4 separate regions of the Mus musculus genome follow, and regions 1, 3 and 4 are each linked to region 2. Evidence: chromatin contacts called from public Hi-C, HiChIP or PLAC-seq and promoter capture Hi-C data. All regions are on one chromosome and are shown on one strand. The core of a region is the stretch at or near the end of the contact, and the rest is flanking DNA. Distances in the headings are between cores, read along the strand shown. Region 1 overlaps Prdm2 (PR domain containing 2, with ZNF domain). Region 2 holds the start of Casp9 (caspase 9). Region 3 holds the start of Prdm2 (PR domain containing 2, with ZNF domain). Region 4 overlaps Prdm2 (PR domain containing 2, with ZNF domain).

What was found. Promoter capture Hi-C pulls out the DNA fragments that hold promoters and counts their contacts. Hi-C and Micro-C count contacts between places; a contact is called where the count stands out from the background. HiChIP or PLAC-seq counts read pairs in DNA pulled down with a chosen protein or histone mark.
Region 1: a promoter capture Hi-C map of liver shows a contact between it and region 2, with 2.2 times the contacts expected there. The contact joins the enhancer-like site here to the promoter of Casp9 in region 2. A contact is called at or near these places in 8 of 39 promoter capture datasets (the 3T3-L1 cell line, 3T3-L1-derived adipocytes, the C10 cell line and 4 more), 1 of 484 Hi-C or Micro-C datasets (B cells) and 5 of 115 datasets of contacts at active chromatin or transcription factors (T-cell acute lymphoblastic leukemia, acute myeloid leukemia, large pre-B cells and 2 more).
Region 3: a contact with region 2 is called in an H3K27ac HiChIP or PLAC-seq map of acute myeloid leukemia, with 22 times the contacts expected there. The contact joins the promoter of Prdm2 here to the promoter of Casp9 in region 2. A contact is called at or near these places in 1 of 39 promoter capture datasets (hippocampal neurons) and 2 of 115 datasets of contacts at active chromatin or transcription factors (acute myeloid leukemia and pro-B cells).
Region 4: a Hi-C map of B cells shows a contact between it and region 2, with 10 read pairs. The contact joins the enhancer-like site here to the promoter of Casp9 in region 2. A contact is called at or near these places in 3 of 39 promoter capture datasets (the 3T3-L1 cell line, embryonic stem cells and hippocampal neurons), 1 of 484 Hi-C or Micro-C datasets (B cells) and 1 of 115 datasets of contacts at active chromatin or transcription factors (large pre-B cells).

Annotation. Positions count from the first base shown.
Region 1 is chr4:143,153,833-143,158,523 of GRCm38.p6, reverse strand. All of the region lies in intron 6 of Prdm2 (PR domain containing 2, with ZNF domain), which reads left to right. Among named protein-coding and RNA genes, the nearest start is that of Mir7021, 20 kb to the right of the region's middle. Within about 2 kb of position 2,788, at least 25 of the 459 cell types and tissues checked have an H3K27ac peak or open chromatin away from gene starts, as enhancers often do. A contact at or near this core is called in liver and microglia, where this site is marked.
Region 2 is chr4:141,791,924-141,796,061 of GRCm38.p6, reverse strand. Casp9 (caspase 9) reads right to left here and starts at 2,450. Exons shown (of 9, transcript NM_015733.5): 1 at 2,076-2,450. The coding sequence starts at 2,207.
Region 3 is chr4:143,211,337-143,215,928 of GRCm38.p6, reverse strand. Prdm2 (PR domain containing 2, with ZNF domain) reads left to right here and starts at 3,220. Exons shown (of 10, transcript NM_001081355.3): 1 at 3,220-3,314.
Region 4 is chr4:143,188,662-143,193,069 of GRCm38.p6, reverse strand. The region is part of intron 2 of Prdm2 (PR domain containing 2, with ZNF domain); the gene reads left to right. Among named protein-coding and RNA genes, the nearest start is that of Gm22039, 13 kb to the left of the region's middle. Within about 2 kb of position 2,234, at least 65 of the 459 cell types and tissues checked have an H3K27ac peak or open chromatin away from gene starts, as enhancers often do. A contact at or near this core is called in B cells, where this site is marked.

The sequences.
Region 1 (4,691 bases), core at 1,539-4,038, 1.4 Mb before region 2:
GAGCTGGTGGCTCCTCCAGCCAGTGAATGTTTATGACCACCTAGAGCTCTACCTAAGTGCTGGATTCTTCCCTGTTTTCTTCACTAGGTTCAGCCTCACTCCCATTCACCCTTATTAGTAGCTATCTAACCCACTGACCTCCCATTTCAGGCAGGTTAGGAGAGAAGAGTTATTTATAGGAGCAAGAAGTCCCTTGGCTCTGAGAGCTGGGTGGTTGAAGACTTAAGTTTATAGCCTTTAATGGGCTGCACAGGATTATGTTCATTAAGGTTCTGTCCTGTCTGAGAATATCAGCTAGTTACCTGGTGACTTTCAACTAACATACAACATTTAAATTACAGTCAACCTTAAGAAGGAATTGCTTCGTCTGTCTCTGCATGGAATTGTTCAAAGGAATACTCTTGGTGTAATGAAGAGCACTGACGTGTTTTGAAATTGAGCATACTTGACATTCTTCCCCAGAGGTGCTGAGCAGCTCAGGCCAGGTTAGAACAGCTGAAAAGTTTCACATGCAGAGAACGCAGTCCAGGTAGGGGCGGGGGCAGATGAGATAAGGTTTCTGCTCTCACAGGGTCCGATGGCCAAGGGCTCATAACATCTGTGTGGGGTGTGGCACAATTCCTGTCAGGGCCTTCCTTCACCTGTGTCATAAGTGACATGAAGTTCCAGGGGGCTGAGGGCTCCAGGCAGAGAAGAGGCATATGATCTAGACAAGCTTATACTCCATGCATGTGAGAATTTCTTGAACTGAGAAACTCAGCTCTATACATGGCTATATTGGCCTCTTTTCTGCAAGGTACCATGTTTGCATTGGTTGGGGAGATTCAGGAGCTGGCTAAATTAGGCATTAAATGCCAGCCCTGTGAAGTTCCTCGTCTACATAATTGCAATCAAGTGCAAGCCATACTAAGTGTCTCTCCTTGTTCATGTGGGTCAGCAGGGGCCCCTTGAGGCTTCCTGGTTGTCATGAGAAGGATCTTGAGAAAGAGCAATGAATGAATTTTCCCTGTGAGGGATATATGGCATCAAAGAAGACTGTTAGGCTTGTTGGAAATGTGTAGAAGGAAAGGTGTGCAGGTGGTGGGTGCCCAGCCTCCTGAAGAGAGTTGCAGACTGCTGAGCCCCCCCACCAGTGTTCTCACTCATCTTGCATCTCTGGAGTGTTTTGTCCTAGCTCCAGATGAAGAATGGGCACTTCTCAGGCGAGCGTCAAGAGCATGTTTGAGATTGGTGATCTGCTGAAGGATATCAACTTAGTATGGGTTGGGAGATGGTTTGGGCTGGGGAGGTGGCCATGCTTTTGTAAATGCAGTGGGCAGCAGTACAGGATTTGAAGTTAGCTATTCAAAAGTACACTTTATAAAAGCAGAGAACAGGCTGGCTTACATGAAACGATCACTTGGTCTCTTCTAGCAGCTGGCAGCTCTGTTGCATATTCCTGACTGGAGCTGAGTGATCGAGGCCTGATGGTGGTAGGCAGTTCTTAGGTAGACTTAACTGGGCCCTCACCTCTTGACAGGTGTGGAGCCAGACGCAATGTGTTCCTGTGCTTGTGGCCTCAGACTTGTTAAGTCAGGCTGTGTGGCAGGCAAAGTGTATAGTGAGTCTTAACAGCGGTGTCTCCTGAAGCCCTAGCTGCCATCCATCTGAGAGATGCCTTCATCGAGCAGTGCATGTCCTGCCCACCTTTCCTGCTGTGGGCTGTGTCTATGCTCAGGATGGTTTCAGTTAAGCTTTTCACCAGGAGGGAGAAAACTTGTGTTACTTTTTCTGTTTACTTGAGCCATCACTGAGGGGCTCCAGATTTGGGCTAAATGTTGGAAACTGTTTCTGTGCCTTTGATTCTTAATTATGTGTAGCCTTGTTCACAGAAAAATTGTGTGGATTAGCCAGAATTTTATAAAATGTTCTTCACAAACATTTCTTTATGTTTGTGTGCTTGTGTCTGTGCCTGTGCACATGGCCAGAGGCAGAGTAGGGTAAAGATCATAACAATGTGGGTTCTGGGAATTAAACTCAGTTTGTCAGGCTTGGGAACAAGTACCTTTCTTTGTCTGCTGAGCCATCTCACTTGCCAGCCTAGAATCCTAATATAAAAAAACTATTTGAGACATCTGATGGAGTGTGTTAGGAACTCTTGACATGTGCTGCCGTGTATTCTGTCTAAAAGGGAATTGGAAGCTATGACTTGTCTAAACCAGAAAAAAAAGTTTGATTATAATTGCATTTTCTAGAAGACCCTTATAATGAGTTCAAATTAGTTTAGTTTTTTTAATCTGACTATAACTTGTATGTTAAAACCCTCAATTTTGTTGTTTCCTTAAATATATGAACACCAGGTTCTTTGCTTAAATAACTGATTTTTAAATTGGTTTAAAACTAGCTGTGCTTCTCTCCCCTAGGCAGTTTCGTATTCCAGTTCACAGATGGTGTTTAGATACGGGAACTTGGTGTTCCTGAGCGTGGAACCTAACAGAGGAGGGTGTAGTTTCATATTTGAAGTTGCCTCTAACGAAAGCAGGAGCCAGGTGTAGTAGTGCATGTCTTTAATCCCAGTATCTGGGAGACAGAGACTGAGTTTACATCTCTGAGTTTGAGGCCAACCTGGTCTATAAAGAGAGTTCTATCTAGGACAGCCAGGGCTACATAGAGAGACCATGTCTTAGTAAACAAATGAATGAATAAATAAAAATTAACTAGGAATTGATTGGATGGAAAGCTTGGTTGGTTAACTGGGGATTGACTGTTGATGGGCACTTTGAGTGAAGGCTGCATGCAGAGCTGAAAGCTGCAGTCCAGGTTAACAGCCTGGAGCTGTGTAGTTTGGATTCCCTATGTGTATTACATGCTGCCAGAGAGATCTGGAGTTTGGTCTTTAGTAGCATTAATAGTTTAGGGGAGCTTATATTACAGTACAGAAGCAAGAGCTTCCTCTAAGTGAAAAAGATACTGAAAGCACTTGTGCCCCCCATCCTCCCTCTCCCGCTCTGTGTAGCCCTGGCTGTCCTGGAGTTCTAGGCTAGCAGGAACCACATAGGGAGATCATCTTCAAAAACAAAATGTACTGTAGGATAAGCACAATGAAGAAATGAACTCCAGCACTCCTTAAGAAAACTCAGTTACCTTTGCAGTTAGTTCAGCCAGGCCTAACAGCACATGCCTATTGTCCAAGCACTTAGGAGGTGGAGGCAGATCAGAAATTTACAATCCAGTCTGGACTGCGTGAGAAGTCCATTAAGAGGAAGGCAATAAGAGAGAAAATAAAGAGGAAGAAGGGGTGCTGTGCCTGGGTCCAGACTGGGGAAACTGTTCCTAACAAGTCCACTCTCCTGCCTTTCCTACAGAATGAGTCAGGCAGCTAGGACGGGACCAGCTTCGTCAGCAAACCAAACCTTTGGAGATGCCACTTCAAAATAGTGCATTTGTGTTCCAAAAAGCCAAAATGAACCACGAGACACTACCCTTCACAAATTAATAATCTGACAAAACAAACAGAAAAACCAGAACACTTACCTACATCCTAAGGCAGGGAAGGAAAGAAGCAACCATCATTACTTCCTTCTACTACAGCCACAAAATGAATTAGAACTCCACTAAATCAGTTTCTAGATTTAATTTTTATATTAGATCCTGTTCAGGGTCCTTAATGTTTGGCCTAAGGAAACCTTAAAGTTCATGAACCAGTGCGGCAGTGACAAGGCCTCAGTGTGCTGCAGAGGAGGAGACTGCGCGCATCAGCACCTCTTCCTTGAACTAATCAGTAAGAGTAAAGCGGGCCAGGAAGTAGACAGGGCCGAGACAATACAAAGTAGTCAACAAATCCCACATCAGCAAACGTGTCTGCAGAAGTAAGCTGCAAGTATTTTGTAAACTGTTTACTTTTGGATACTCAAAAGAATGAACAACTTAATTTATAAGTTTCCCATTTGCTGTGATCACAGTGTACACTGCTAATGAGAAATTGTTTTTAATTCATTATATGCTTATGTCTGTGTGCATAGTGTTTTGTTTGTTTGGAGCACCGGACCTTGGACTCAGATCTAGGCTTAGACATGCTGAAGTACTTTACCATGCTGCTGGGGTACTGACTACATCATTACATCCTGACTTGGCCCACTGTAGAGTCTTTATCTTTTTCTTGCTTAAATAATACAATGTGATAAACGTGAATCTGGGAACTCCGGCTGAGACTGTTCAGTTGTGTGTCGTGTCCCCCCCCCCCCCCCCCGATCCTGTGGCAGCCGTGCCTGATTGGCAGCGCAGAGGTAGCTTTGCACTCAATTTCTAAACGTCTTAAATATTTCCTTTCTGTTATTTTCTCCAGAAGGTCTGAGGAAGTGATATTGCTTACAGTGTCAGAAGTAGTGCATGTTAAGCCCTAGTAGAATGTGAGTGGGAGACGAGAGAACTCGGGGAACTTTGAACCAGTGATTGTAGCTGTTTATTATTTCCAACTCTGGTTACCATCTGGAAAATTTTTTTAGTGTTTTGTTATAAAAACCTGTTTAAATATATGCTTTATTTAGGAGATAACAGTGAAGCCACATGTCTAAAACCTTCATATAGAGAATTACTATGGTTACACAAATGTCATGTTACAGACCCTATAGTTGTCCTGACTGCCACATGCTTATCCATCCCATAACAGATACACCATCTGGACCCCTAGTAGTACTAGGAGTGACACACAG
Region 2 (4,138 bases), core at 1,201-3,700:
GTAGCAAAAACAGTGGTCAGTAGTTTACACAAGGTACTTAAATTTTTCTCAGTTTGTTTCTAGCATTAAAATAAGAGAACTGGATATAGAAATCAAGATCTCCAGCATTTTTGTTTTTGAGAAAAGTTAAGTTTCTCTTTTGTATGAGGGGAAAGCTTTCATATTTGGGGGGGGGGGGGCGCAGGAATTCTCAAGTAGCCAAGACTGGCCTTCAACTTCCTACATAGCAGAGGATGACCTTTGAACTTCTGACTCTCCTGCCTCCAGAGTCACCAGGCTTGGTTTATGTTGGGGATTGGACTCAGAGATTCATGCATGCTAGACAAGCACTGTACCAAACAAGCTATACATCAGGCTTCGTGTTCTGATTTTGCTTTTAAGTATTTAAGTATGCATGTATGTATGTATGTATGTGTGTATATGTATGTACGTGTGTATGTATCTTTCTATCTGAGTCTGTATGTGGCAACTGTGTGTGCATGGTACCAGTGGAGGCCAGAAAAGGGTGTCAGAACACCTGGAACTGGAGTCAATAGTTGTGAGTTACCACATGGGTTCTGAAAACTGAAATCAATGCTCTTATCCACAGAGGCAGCTCTCAGTCCTTAGTTTTGGCTTCTGAAGACTCCATCTCAGGTAGCCAGGCTGGCCTCAAACTCTGCATGTAGCCAAGGATGCCCTGGGAACACCTGATCCTCCTGCCTCTACCTCCTGAGTGCTTGGATTCCAGATGTATGCCGGCACCCCTGGATCAAACTGCTCCTTTCAAACAATCTGCCACTGCCAACACAAGGGCAGAACTGTTTTGACCACACTTGGCTGGAGAAGGGAGCAAGACAGTGGCTGCTGGTGCCACTCTGGGCAGTTCAGCTCCTGATCCCCCTTAATATGCCTTCTGGAAGGCTAGGACTTTCCCTTCAAACCACTTTTCTTGATCAGTATGGGCCCATCCAAATGTGTTCCTGAGCCTACTTTTGTTATTATTTGGCAGCTAACCACATGACTCTACACCACTTTCTTCTATCTCCTTCACTGGACCAAGCCACGTTCCAATACAGATGCTGGAGACAGCCTTGTAGACAGTCCCCCAGGGCCTGGCACTCATATCCTCTCAGAAAGAAATATTCCCTTTTCAGACCTGTGGTGAGGCATCAACTGGAACAAAGATGCTAAAGTGGTTTTTTTTTTCTCTTTTTAGAGTCCTTTAAGAGTTTTTACTCTGTATCTTCCAATAGAAGATGCATTTATGCATACAGCTATCCTGTTTTCTCTGTAATTTTCATACTCATCTTTAGACTTTGAACAAGTTGACCTTTTCCCTTGTGTAATACAGAATTTTATCAAGCTAAAATTGAACTCTAGTACAATGAAAATAATACTGCCACCATTATATTTTGATCCAGAATAATTCCACTCACACAGTAATCCATATAGCGTAGAAATTCAATACACCCCTTTACACAAGCCATCAACATTGTGACTCATGCTCTAGGTTTAAGTGGGCGAAAGTGGATTAAAAAAAATCAAATGTTTGATTTTATTCTTCTGCATTACCTGCATCAAATTCCTTCTTTTCTGAACTCCTTTATAAAACATGCACTTGATAAAAGCCCAGCCAAAAAAGACAGATCCTGATTCTATGTCCTTGTCCTAGGACAGGATGACCACCGTTCCATTTCACAGCCCTAGAAACTGAGATTCAAAAACGGGAAGTGACTGGTACAATGTGCCAGTATAAGGCTAAAGTGGGTGTCTAGGGCCCTTATACTAGAGAAGAGAAAAATCATAAAAGTTCAAACGGTGCAGATTACAGACCGCTTTTAACAAACACTCCACAAAAGAGGAGCATGGGTTCTTCTATTTTATTCTTGTGGCGAACTAAGAGGGCAGTACTGGGGAAGGTTTTAAAAATGGAGTTCCCACACCATGGTTTCCCAGGGCGTGGATTGCACAGGGTGCAAAGCGGAAAAAAAGGGCAGGAGCTCCGTAGTGGCTTCAGAGAACCTCTCAGCGACCTCCCAGTCCCTATCTGCGCCGCGGGAAAAAGAGGGCGGACACAAGGAGGCGGGGCGCACCTGAATATCCTCGATCATGTCGCGCGTGAAGAGCTCTCGACTCAGCAGAGCGTCCCAGAGCTCCGCGACTTGCAGCTCGCTCACTAGGCGCACCCTGCATCGCCGCAGGAGCTGCCGGTCCGCCTCGTCCATGGCGAGCCGATTGCGGGACCCCGGGTTCTGTCCGCTTCCGGCCCTCGGGTTCCGCCCCGGCGCCCACGCCCCGCCCCCACATAGCGCCTCCAGGGATCCCGCTCCGGCCAGCGGTCACCCGGTCCACTGGGCTCCGCTCCGCCCCGCCCCGCCCCGCCCCGCGGCCTGTGACTCGCGCTCACTGGGCTCCACCTCCGCAATCAAAACAGCTCCCACGGCCGCTCACCCCACCACCAGCCCCCAACACCTCCCTCAACGCCGCGCTCTCAGGCCCCGCCCCTTCGCCACGCCCTACGACCGCGCTGCTTCGCCACGCCCACTGGCGCTGCATTCAAGCTCCGCCCCATCACTTCGCCGTACGGACTAAGACCTGCCTCACATGATAACGCTTCTCCCCTAGGACTCGCCCCTCCTCGCCTCGTAGACCAGCAATCCCGCCCTACCGAGTTCCTTCGCCCCGCCCCGAAGCCCTCCTTTGCATCCCAGACTCTCCCCTAGGGTTCCAGGCCTTGTGGTTGCCTTGCTATCTTGCTCCCATTTGCTGGTTCTGCTTAGCGGTAGTTGTAACTTTTCCCCTCGCATGGCGATTGCTCTACCAAAATTCACAATGACCCTACTTCTACAGATACTCAAAGGATCACGAGAGAAAAGGGAAGAAAACCACGCCTAGACATTTGTCCTAGATCTTTCAAGTCCCTTGCTGGCTGTGGCTTTCTAACGCTGCGGCTAGTAAACCTCTTGCTGCCTGCTGTTTCAGGGCTATCGTGCCCTCAATCTAACCAAGCTCATTGGTTAGATCTCGCTCTCTTTCCCTCCTCAGCACCTCCCCCAGAGAAACTGCCAGGAATCTAATCCTATGTTCTCTCAGTTTTGTACCACTTATTTCCACGACTTAAAAAGTAATTGAAATAACTGGAGAGATGGCTCAGCGGTTAAGAACACCAACTGCTATTCTGAAGGTCATGAGTTCAAATCCCAGCAACCACATGGTGGTTCAACAACCATCTGTATTGAGAAATGACACCCTCTTCTGATGTCTGAAGACAGCTACAGTGTACTTACATGTAATAAATAAATAAATCTTTAAAAAAAGTAATTGAACAAGGTCTGAAGAGATGGATGGTTCAGGGTAAAGAGGACCAGCTGTTCTTCCAGAGGTCCTGAGTTCAAATCCCAGCCACCACATAGTGGTTTACAACCATCTGTAATGGGATCTGATTCCCTCTGTGCATGAAGACAGAGTGCTCATATATGCATTAACTAATTAAACACATTTTTAAAAAAGTAATTGGGCATTGTGCTAGCCCCTTACGCTATTCTCTCTGCTAGCCTTATGCCACATTCCTGACAGGGATATAGTTATTCCTTGATGACAGCTGTAGACATGTGTCAGGGATCTCACAGCGTGACCAGAACCAGAATAGACTCATAGCCAAGAATCCACCTTGGAATATGTCAAACGATAATATTACACTTGTTTCCTGATTTGGGCATCAGTCAACATTTCCTTCCATAAAATAGGATGTACACTCGGGAGGAGCAGCTGAGGTGAATTTACAAACAGGAAATCTGGGGAGAGCAGTAATGAGAAACTCAAAGGGGGTTAGTTGCCCCAAAGTAAAGGAGATTCACCACGTTGGCTAAAACTGGCTTGTTTGGGGATTTGGCAGTTATCCCTGCCACCTGATTTCTCAGACTGTTAAATAACCTAGTTTCAGCTTGGTAAAAATAAACATGAGTGAGTGCAAATTGGTCTGCTGGTGCCAGTGCAGAAAATCAATCCAAAACACAGGTATAGTATAGGTCACTCGAGCAGCAAAGCCTTAGGCACAGACCAATATTCAGCTCTGCGACAGCGCATTCGCCTAGCATGCACGAGAGGCGGGGGGGGGGGGGGGGATGACGATGATAGGCTTTAGCTTCATTTTTTA
Region 3 (4,592 bases), core at 1,971-4,470, 1.4 Mb before region 2:
ACACATCAGAAGAGGGTGTCAAATCTCTCTTATTTTAATCCCTCCTCCCTCTTTTTTTTTAAATCCCTTCCCGTGTCAGATCTCTTTATGGATGGTTGTGAGCCACCATGTGGTTGCTGGGATTTGAACTCAGGACTTTCGGAAGAGCAGTCAGTACTCTTATCCGCTGAGCCATATTTCCAGCCCCTGGCTTCATTTCTTTAACTGGGCAATGTCTTCATCCACATTGGCCTTAGTTCTCACAGCTGTACATGCGCTCACCACACACAGCTGTGATGAATGGGACATAATCCATGTACAATGTCTATAACAGAACCTAGCAGGGAATAAGTATTGTCATTCAGGGAGTCTTAAGTCCACTTACATTGTCACTGATACTGTAGTTTAAAGTCTTTGGTACTAGCTATAAAGTGTTTAATCTTTTTTTTTTTTTTTTTTCGAGGCAGGGTTTCTCTGTGAGGCCCTGGCTGTCCTGGAACTCACTTTGTAGACCTGGCTGGCCTCGAACTCAGAAAACCACCTGCCTCTGCCTCCCAAGTGCTGGGATTAAAAGCATGTGCCACCACCGCCCAGCTAAGTTTTTAATCTTTTAAGGGGCAATTCTATAGAAATTGCTGTGGTTTTGATTACAATCACATTTTTTTTTAAAAAAAAATACAATGTCTGGGCTATACATAACTGCTTATCTCTATCTGTTTTGAGAGTCAGGGAGATGCCATTTTCCCCCCGTAAGTATTATCTATTTAGTGCTTAGACATTGCTCTGGGTTTTGAGTGTAGCATGTGCCATTTTAACACATAATATGTGCATAAGTGACCAGGGCTGAGCCAGGTGACTTGTGCAACATGGAGTTTCATTCACGTTGCAGACTTTGATAGTGAGTGTGTTGTATACGTCCGTCTCCTAATAAACAGACCACAATTTCTGATTAAAGCATCTCTATTCCCATCATCCTTCATTAGCAAGGCATTTCATCATTTCAAAGAAGGAAAACAGTAGTATTTAGTACACCGCACAGCTAATCATCACTAATGAAATTTCACTGTAATCTCCATAGCCTTTGTCTTTTTTAATTGAACAGATGAACTATAAAGTGTGTCGTTCAGTCTGGGAAGTATCACAGTTTAGAGAATTGAAACATGTTCAAACAAAATACACAGATTAAAAGTATACAGTGGTTGGTTAGAGGTGGTATTTAGAAGGACCGAAGATTTACTCAGTGTGGTAGGCTAAATAATCGTTACTAAGCATCTGACCTCAACTCAATCCCTTGAATTCTCAAGCATTACCTCTTGCAGAACTTCTGTTGCTATGACTCAGCAATGAAGAGATTAACTGTGGTTTAGCTGGGTATCCTCAGTGCAACTGTATAGATTATGAAAGAACAGAGGGAAATTTCACTACCTACAGAGGAGAAAGTGATGTAAAGATGAAGAGAGTGTGATGATGTTGGCCTTGAAGAGTTGAGTGGCATAGTGACAAGCCAAGGAATGTTGGCAGTCACCAGAAGCTGGAAGAAGGAAACAGTCTCCCCTAGAGACCTCAGAGGAAGTGTGGTCCTACTGACACCTTAGCTTGAGTCTACTGATACTGATTTGGACTCTAGCCTCTACATTTGCAGGAGATTAAATTTCTGTTGTTTTAAGACATCAAATCTGAAACCGTTGCCCCAGGGGAAAAAGGCATTGTCATATCAGATTAAAGACAGGAAGAACAGCCACTGCCTTCTTGGCATGGTGTTCTCTGGTTTTACCATGTCATGTTTTGATTTGACAAAAATCAAAATCCCCTATATTTCCTTTTGCATTCTATTGGATGCCAGGGGGTAAGTAGATTTTCTTTTAAAATGATGGCTATGGCAGTTTGGTGGTAGATGAGGTGGTGGTCTCCCTTTTGCTCCCACGCTACCTCAGATGATTTTTGATGCATATACTTAGTAAGGTGTTAATCAAATAAAGAGTGCAAATTCCAGTGGCAGCCTGTACCATAATAGTGTATATTCTAGTGACAAGTTTGCATGTCTCTCTTAGGTTTGTAAACTCTTGACTAGTGAGAGACATAAGCAAACATTTGAGGTTTTATTTCCTCTCTCCACGGGCTCTGTGGTGATCCAGACCTTGACAACACTTGACATTGTCCTCACCTGTCAACAGTACTGATGAGATAATCACCATGTCACCAATCCTTTACAGAGTATACCACAATCCACGTTGATTGACGTACTTTCTAAACAACAGGTACATTTGATGAGCTTGTCTGGTCTTTCCAAAGTTTTGGAGGCACATTTGAACATAATACATTATCTATTTTTCAGATCCTTTTCTCAGAGGACTAATACGGCCCACTACACTTAGATTTTTTTTTTTTTTCCTTTCTTCTCAGAGGATAGCTTTATCTTGAAGTACTCATGGCTCTGGGTACCATCTAGATGTGACAAGTAACTTTCATCTCTCTACAACTTCAGATTGATTGGCAACTATGTTCCCGTCAAACCTCTTTTCTGGGATGTCAGAAGTGGTCTCCAGTTCAATCCAATCCATCTCCAGCTCACTTGTTTGTAAATAGTGGTGCAGTTCCCAAGGGCAAGATGAAGGCCATGCTGGGTACCACAGAGCCTTGGCACTGACCTAGGCCCATAGCTGGCAGTTAGCAAATGCCTCCTGGTAAGGGATGAATACAGCCGCTCAGTTGCATCTGCTTTGCTGAAGTTTCGGGTTTGTGTGTGTGTGGCTATATTGGTCCTTTGCACACCATTTAAACGGTCTATTTGCCTGGCAGTGGTCTAGTGAGTGGCCTTCAGAGTGGATTCTGCTCTTGTTTTTCTTGAAACAAGGTCTAAGGGTGTGGTCCTGCCTTCCTGGAATTCACTATGTAGCTCTGGCTGCTTCTGCCTCGAGTTTGGGGATTAAAGTGTGCGCCACCACGCCAGTCAGTCGCGGTCGTCTGAAGTAGGGTGGCTTCTCTGACCAACTCTTGAGTTTCTCAGCCCTAACTCTATAGTGGTCAGGCTGGCCCGGCCATGGCGACGCGGGCTTCCCTTCGAGGTAATAACGCTCTGGGGCGAGCGGCGAGTCCGTGATTGACAGAGAGGGCGACACAGTCCGCCGGGGTCACGCCTGACCGTCGTGTTGAGCTCCTCGGGGTCGCAGGCCACGAGCTACGCGCGGGGTCGGGGTCGGGGTCGGGGGTTGTGGGCGCCGTGCCGACGTCACTTCCGGCCGGAGCCAAGATGGCGGCGGCGCGGCCGCGGGCGCCAGAGCGACGGCGGCGGCTGCGGCTCTGGGCTCGCTGAAGCGTTGGCACGTCGCGCTCTGGTGAGGAGCGGCGGAGCCGGGGAGGGCGGGCGGGCCTCGGGGGAATGTCCCTTGGTGTCAGTGAGGAGTGTGGCCACCGCGGCGGGGGCGACCGGGCCGGGCGCTAAGGGGATTGCGGGGCGGGCTGACGCGCCCCCTTCGAGCTTCCTCCGAACGGCCGGGAACCGGTGGCTGGCGCTGGCGCCGACGCGAGGCGGCGCGAAGGCTCCCGCTCCGCGGCTCTTAAGTCCCCGCGGCCAAGTTTCGGGTCCGTTTGGTGACGGCGCGGCGGACTCGGGGTGCGCGGCTGCGGGGTCGGCGGGGAGCGCACGTGGGCCCCGGGCGGTCCCCATCCGCAGGGCTGCGCTGATCTCTGCTCTTTTGTGTCCCGGGTTGAATGTGCGAGCGCATCTGCAATCCTCGAGTTGGTTCTGTGCCTCGAGCCTTTGTGTTTTTCACCCCCGTATAGTTTCCGTGTGCTATAAACCTGCCAGTGGGCTCCTCGAGTGTCCCCCATCGACCCACTGGTGCATACGTGCATGTGTCACAGGTGTGCGCTAGCATACATAGGACTGGTTTGCGTTCGTCAAAAGATCCATCTACTATGTCTCCGAGGGTGACGAGCGAGACACGAAATAGACCTTAACAGGTCAGTGTTCTTCCACGATCCACGCGTGAAGCACCGGCCAATGGCCTAGCACTTACCGTTAGGTCGGGCCTCGAGCTGGGGAAACAATCCCACAGATCGCCGGGAAGCCCCGTTGCCTCTTACTACCCAGCTGGAATTTACACCTAGAGAAATGGGGTTTCCCTTCACCCCCCGCATTTCATGTATTGAGGATTTGGGTGTATTTGACACGTGAACTGCCTTTTGCCAAGTTCCAGTGCCTTGCCCTTAGGACCCTTTAATGAAACACGGGAATGTTTGTTTCTAGTACACAGTGTCCCCAGAACATGACTAAAATTGTATCTCAAAGTTTTTTTGTTTACTTCGAGGTTATTCTTTAAAGTAATATATACAGCAAAGACAACCTCCCAATGGTTTTTTGTTTGTTTTTTGGTTTTTGTTTTTCTTTTACCTACAATAGCACAGACTACAGTTGGATCATTCTGCCCACGATGATATTGGAAAAGAGGTTTTAGGATATTAAGAGGAGGAACTGAGAGACATTATTCTGTTGTTTTCCTGTTCTATAGAGTTCTGTTTTTGAGATTGCACGCAGCTGCCACCCTCCAAGCTCTCTTTCACACACTTTATTTGATGAAATTTCTTTTTCATGAGCAATCTCGCCATAGCTT
Region 4 (4,408 bases), core at 985-3,484, 1.4 Mb before region 2:
AACTGTCCATTGATTCTCATGTCCTACTGAGTCTATACGAACCAAGTGTGTTTAGACTTTATTAGTTTCTGATATTTTATACTTCTGCTTTAACGTACATCCCAGTTGTGTCAAACAAAAAGTGTGCATGCTATTTCAGGAGAGGTGTCATACTAACCCTTGCAGCTTTTGGCTCTCTAGCAATCTCATGTTACCTGTGACAAGGCTTAGTCTTAGATTTGTGCAGGGCTTCCTTTGACGCCAAGGATCAGGAGGAAAGTAAGTGCTCTAACAAGCAGCGCATGTCTGACTCGTGTGTGATTGAAATGCTCTGACAATAAGGAAAGTTTTATTTTGAATATAAGACTGTTTAACTTTTTCTGACTAAAACTTTTAGTACTTTCAAATTTCTTTATTAAATTGGAACACTACATTCATCCACAATTGTTCTTGTAATTAAAAAAATTCAGAGTAGTTTATAGTTTTGTTCCTGCACTTATCACTCTTGTTGTCAGTCAGATTGTACTAAAAATTTCTAAATAACTACATGACACAATTCGGGTAGAAAAAGTTTGAACTTGAGTAAAACTAACTTATAATTAAAATCGTGAAGTTATTCTTGGTTGGGTGGAATTTTCTCTCCAGGAAATGATTAGCATCTCTCGGTTGCGGCTTAGCAGGTAGCGCTGTCCTATGATGGCTGTGGTCTCTGAGACACTAGCACAGACTCTTTTCTTTCCCATGAATGAGCCAGTTGAGGCACGGGGATGATCTGGGTCGGGTCATGTTGCTTATGAGAATCCTCTAGGAGGGGTGATAGCTCTCAAAGCATGCCCGTGTTGAACACACCCCTCTTCTGTGTGGGCGTGTCCCAAGTTCCCCCTCCAGAGGTAGCTTGTTAGGCTCTCCCTCTGCAGCCATTTCTGGGGCTCCATACACCCCCAGAACATGAGTTCTTTGTTTTTCCTTCTCTCCCCTGTTTGTCACTCAGTACCCACTCACTTGCTGTCTCTCTCCTCCCAAGAGGGAGCATAGTTTGCTATGCAGGTGAGTCCTTGTTCCTCCTCACTGCCGTGCCTAGCTGGCAGTCGGAGTCACCTTTGCCCTCATGTTGTATTTTCTGTTTTTAGGTCATAGCTATCCTTTGTTTCCTCACTACTATTCCACACTAACCCAATACAGTTGCTCCTAGACTTACAATGTGATTACATCCTACTAAACTCAAGGTAAAGCCAACGCAATTACAACTTTTTTCTTTTGTATCTTAGACTATTGTGAATTAGAGATCATCTCTGTGATATTTTCCTGTTTCCTAGGTTATTTAGTGGCACAATGTAAATAGGCTCAAAGTAGCCTAGCTTAGATATGCTACAGTTTAATTCCATTTTGTATCTGTTGAGTTCTTAGCACAGTTGCCAAGCTCTTTGTTAAGTATATATATTCTCCTCTTATAAAAACAACCTATGAAATGCAGGCATTAGAATTCCCACTTTGTGATGGAAGACTTTAGGACCAAGAGATGGTCATTCCAGAGTGAAAAAAGGAGCTTTGCAGTCAGCAGCAGTCAGATGTATAAAGCCTCTCACTGTAGCAGCCCAGGTATACTCAGGTTTGCAGAAGTGGCAAACAGCTGCCCAGCTCAGTGGCTTAACACAGCCCCAGCTTATTCCCTGGTCTTTGCTGCACACTCTGGATTGTCGTGGTGCTGTCCTATTGTAGTTACACAGGAACAAGGGATCGTGGACTTTTGGTATGTGACATTAATTGGCCACACTCACGTTGGCATATGTCATTTAAAATTAATGTGGTGGTGGGGTGTGATCCCATCTGGTAGCAGAGAAAAACCAAAGTATTTGAGGACAGCTATGAGGATTTCCTGGGACTACCTTTATTACTAATTTCCTGAGTTACATAGTTTCCCCCCCTGGAATCTTTTCTGGCAGTATAGGAACTATAGTCACAACAGCTCTCTGTTCTAAGCAGTGGCCTGTGTTACTACTGCCATTAACCAGTAGCAGGGGAGTTTTGCTTTCTGTGCTAGTTTTAAAGACCAGTAAAACAAGGAAAGAAGCTTGTGAGCACCGTTGTAATCCATCTGCAGTTCTCGTAGCTCTGCTGTCCTGGGTGTTTATTTGTTCCCATGCACAGAACCCCTCCCAGCATGTCATGGACACTGCAGAGAACCACGTGGATGAGGCTCTGCAGTCTTGATGCTCAGAAAAGCAGGCAAGGCTGGTTCCAGAGGATAGTGAAAGTGCTGTGAAGCAGCGAGTCCCTGTGAGGAGGAGTGGCAGGGAGGGCTAGAGGAAGTGCTCTGTGTTACACAGCCACTGATCTCAGAACCAAGGTGGGACACAGCCAGAATCCAGGTGCACAACAATACAGGAAAGGAAGTAATGGGCAGACTGAAAGAAACACAGTGTGCAAAGGGCAGGGCCGTGCTTCATTATATTTTATTGCAAATGGGTAAAGTATAGACGTGGATTTGCTTATTTATATTTCTTCTCATGAAAAGCCAGTAAAATTTGCTTATTATGTATGAATATTCGTATATATGTTTGTTTTCTGGGTGTTTATTTATTTATTATTTTTTAATTTTGGCAAAAAGTTTCTCTACATAGCATTGGTTGTCCTAGAACTTACTATATAGACCAGACCAGTCTTGAACTCACAGAGATCCCTCTGCCTCTGCCTCCCAAGTGGTGGGATTAAAGATGTGTACCACCATACCCAGTCCTTATATTTTTAAAAATCAGAGCCATTAATCCATATTGCTTATGTGAAATAGTGAATGCAACCTTCTATAATAGCCATTTTACCAGTAGCAGCTGTCAGCTGGCAGAGAGTGTGAAGAGAGGGGCTGTGGTAGGGAAGGAGAGGCTGGTCCTGAGGCCACATGAAGCCAGGCAAAGAGGTACAAGGTCAGTTTCATGGGCCTTGTTAAAGATCGGAGGAGAGTTTGCTTGAGGGATGGGGGAGTTTGGGACAGTTCTGAGTATAGGAATGTTTGAATTGTGTTAATAAATATTAATTAAAATGATACATTCTGTTCTGTTATACTGATATTCCTGTTCTTTAAGTCTGATGACTTAAAGGTTCATTTTGCTTTAATGATTAATAAATATTTAGGATTATTAATTATGAGGTTAGCTAGATTTTCATGTGTTTGTAAGTTGGCCTTTCTATCTGTAAATAGAAAGTATTTAAAACTCTATCTTAGTTTCATACGTTTAAAAATATTTATTGTAGCCAGGCATGGTGGCGCACGCCTTTAATCCCAGCACTCGGGAGGCAGTGGCAGGTGGATCTCTGAGTTCGAGGCCAGCCTGGTCTACAAAGTGAGTTCCAGGACTGCCAGGGCTATACAGAGAAACCCTGTCTCAAAAAAAAAAAATATTGTTTGTATGTGTGTGCATGTGTCTGTATGTAGATGCCCTGGAGGCCTTGCAGCTGGAGCTACAGATGCTTCCGAGCCTCCTGCTGGGGACGCTGGCGTCCAGAGCCAGCTCCAGCCCGGTTTAGTGTTTGCTGCAAAGAGGTGTTAAATGAACATACTTGGGTTTTCTTTTCCTTTCTTTTTTAATACTATAGACACTGTGTTTATTCCAGTCGTGGTATTTTTACAGTTTGACACTGGTTCATGGTTTCTTTTCCCTCTTCATGTTTTAAGTATTTTCCCATCATTTTAGTTCTTGTTAAGATGTAGGGCTGCTGAACTCTGCCCTCTGGGCTACTGTTTTTCTGCTGTTAGGTAAACTCTTGTTGTTTGCCTTAGCTTGCCATTGTAGTTGTATGTCATTTCTGGTTTTCTCTTTTCTGAGTATCTTGTTAACATTTTACCTCAGCTGTTTATCTCTGAGCTTAAATTTTAAGTTGTTTGATATTAAATGAGACTCCTAGGCCAGTTTTTTTCTAGATTTTTTAACCCCTGAGGTGTGATTTGTGTGCCTCATGGTGTACCCATTTGACACACATCTGCACTCAAGGAGATATGGCCATTTGCTGGCTGTGGGACATTGCAATGTCCCAGGCTTCCCTTGCTGATTAGTCCTTCACAAGAGGCAGCTGCTGACGAACTTGGTGTCTCTACTGTCCTGTTCTCTAGTGTCATAGCTATGCAGTCCCACGGAGTACATCCTGTGTTTATCTTCCCATGACTTGGTCATCCATCCGGGTTGTTGCTGCTTAGTGGCTGCATTTTCTTTGCAGAGGTTTATTTTTTTATTTTTAATTTTTTTATGTTTTAAAGACTGTCTGAGTTTGGCCCACTCCGTTCAAAGGTATGATTCTACCAGGTGGTTAACACTGTGGCGACTTCTTGATTTCATTTTCATTATCTTCTTCCTTTTTTTCTGACCCTAAAAATAGACTGTTTCAGCATATGCTAATTATGGAGCAAAGAAGTGTTTATAATTATAGATACAAATTT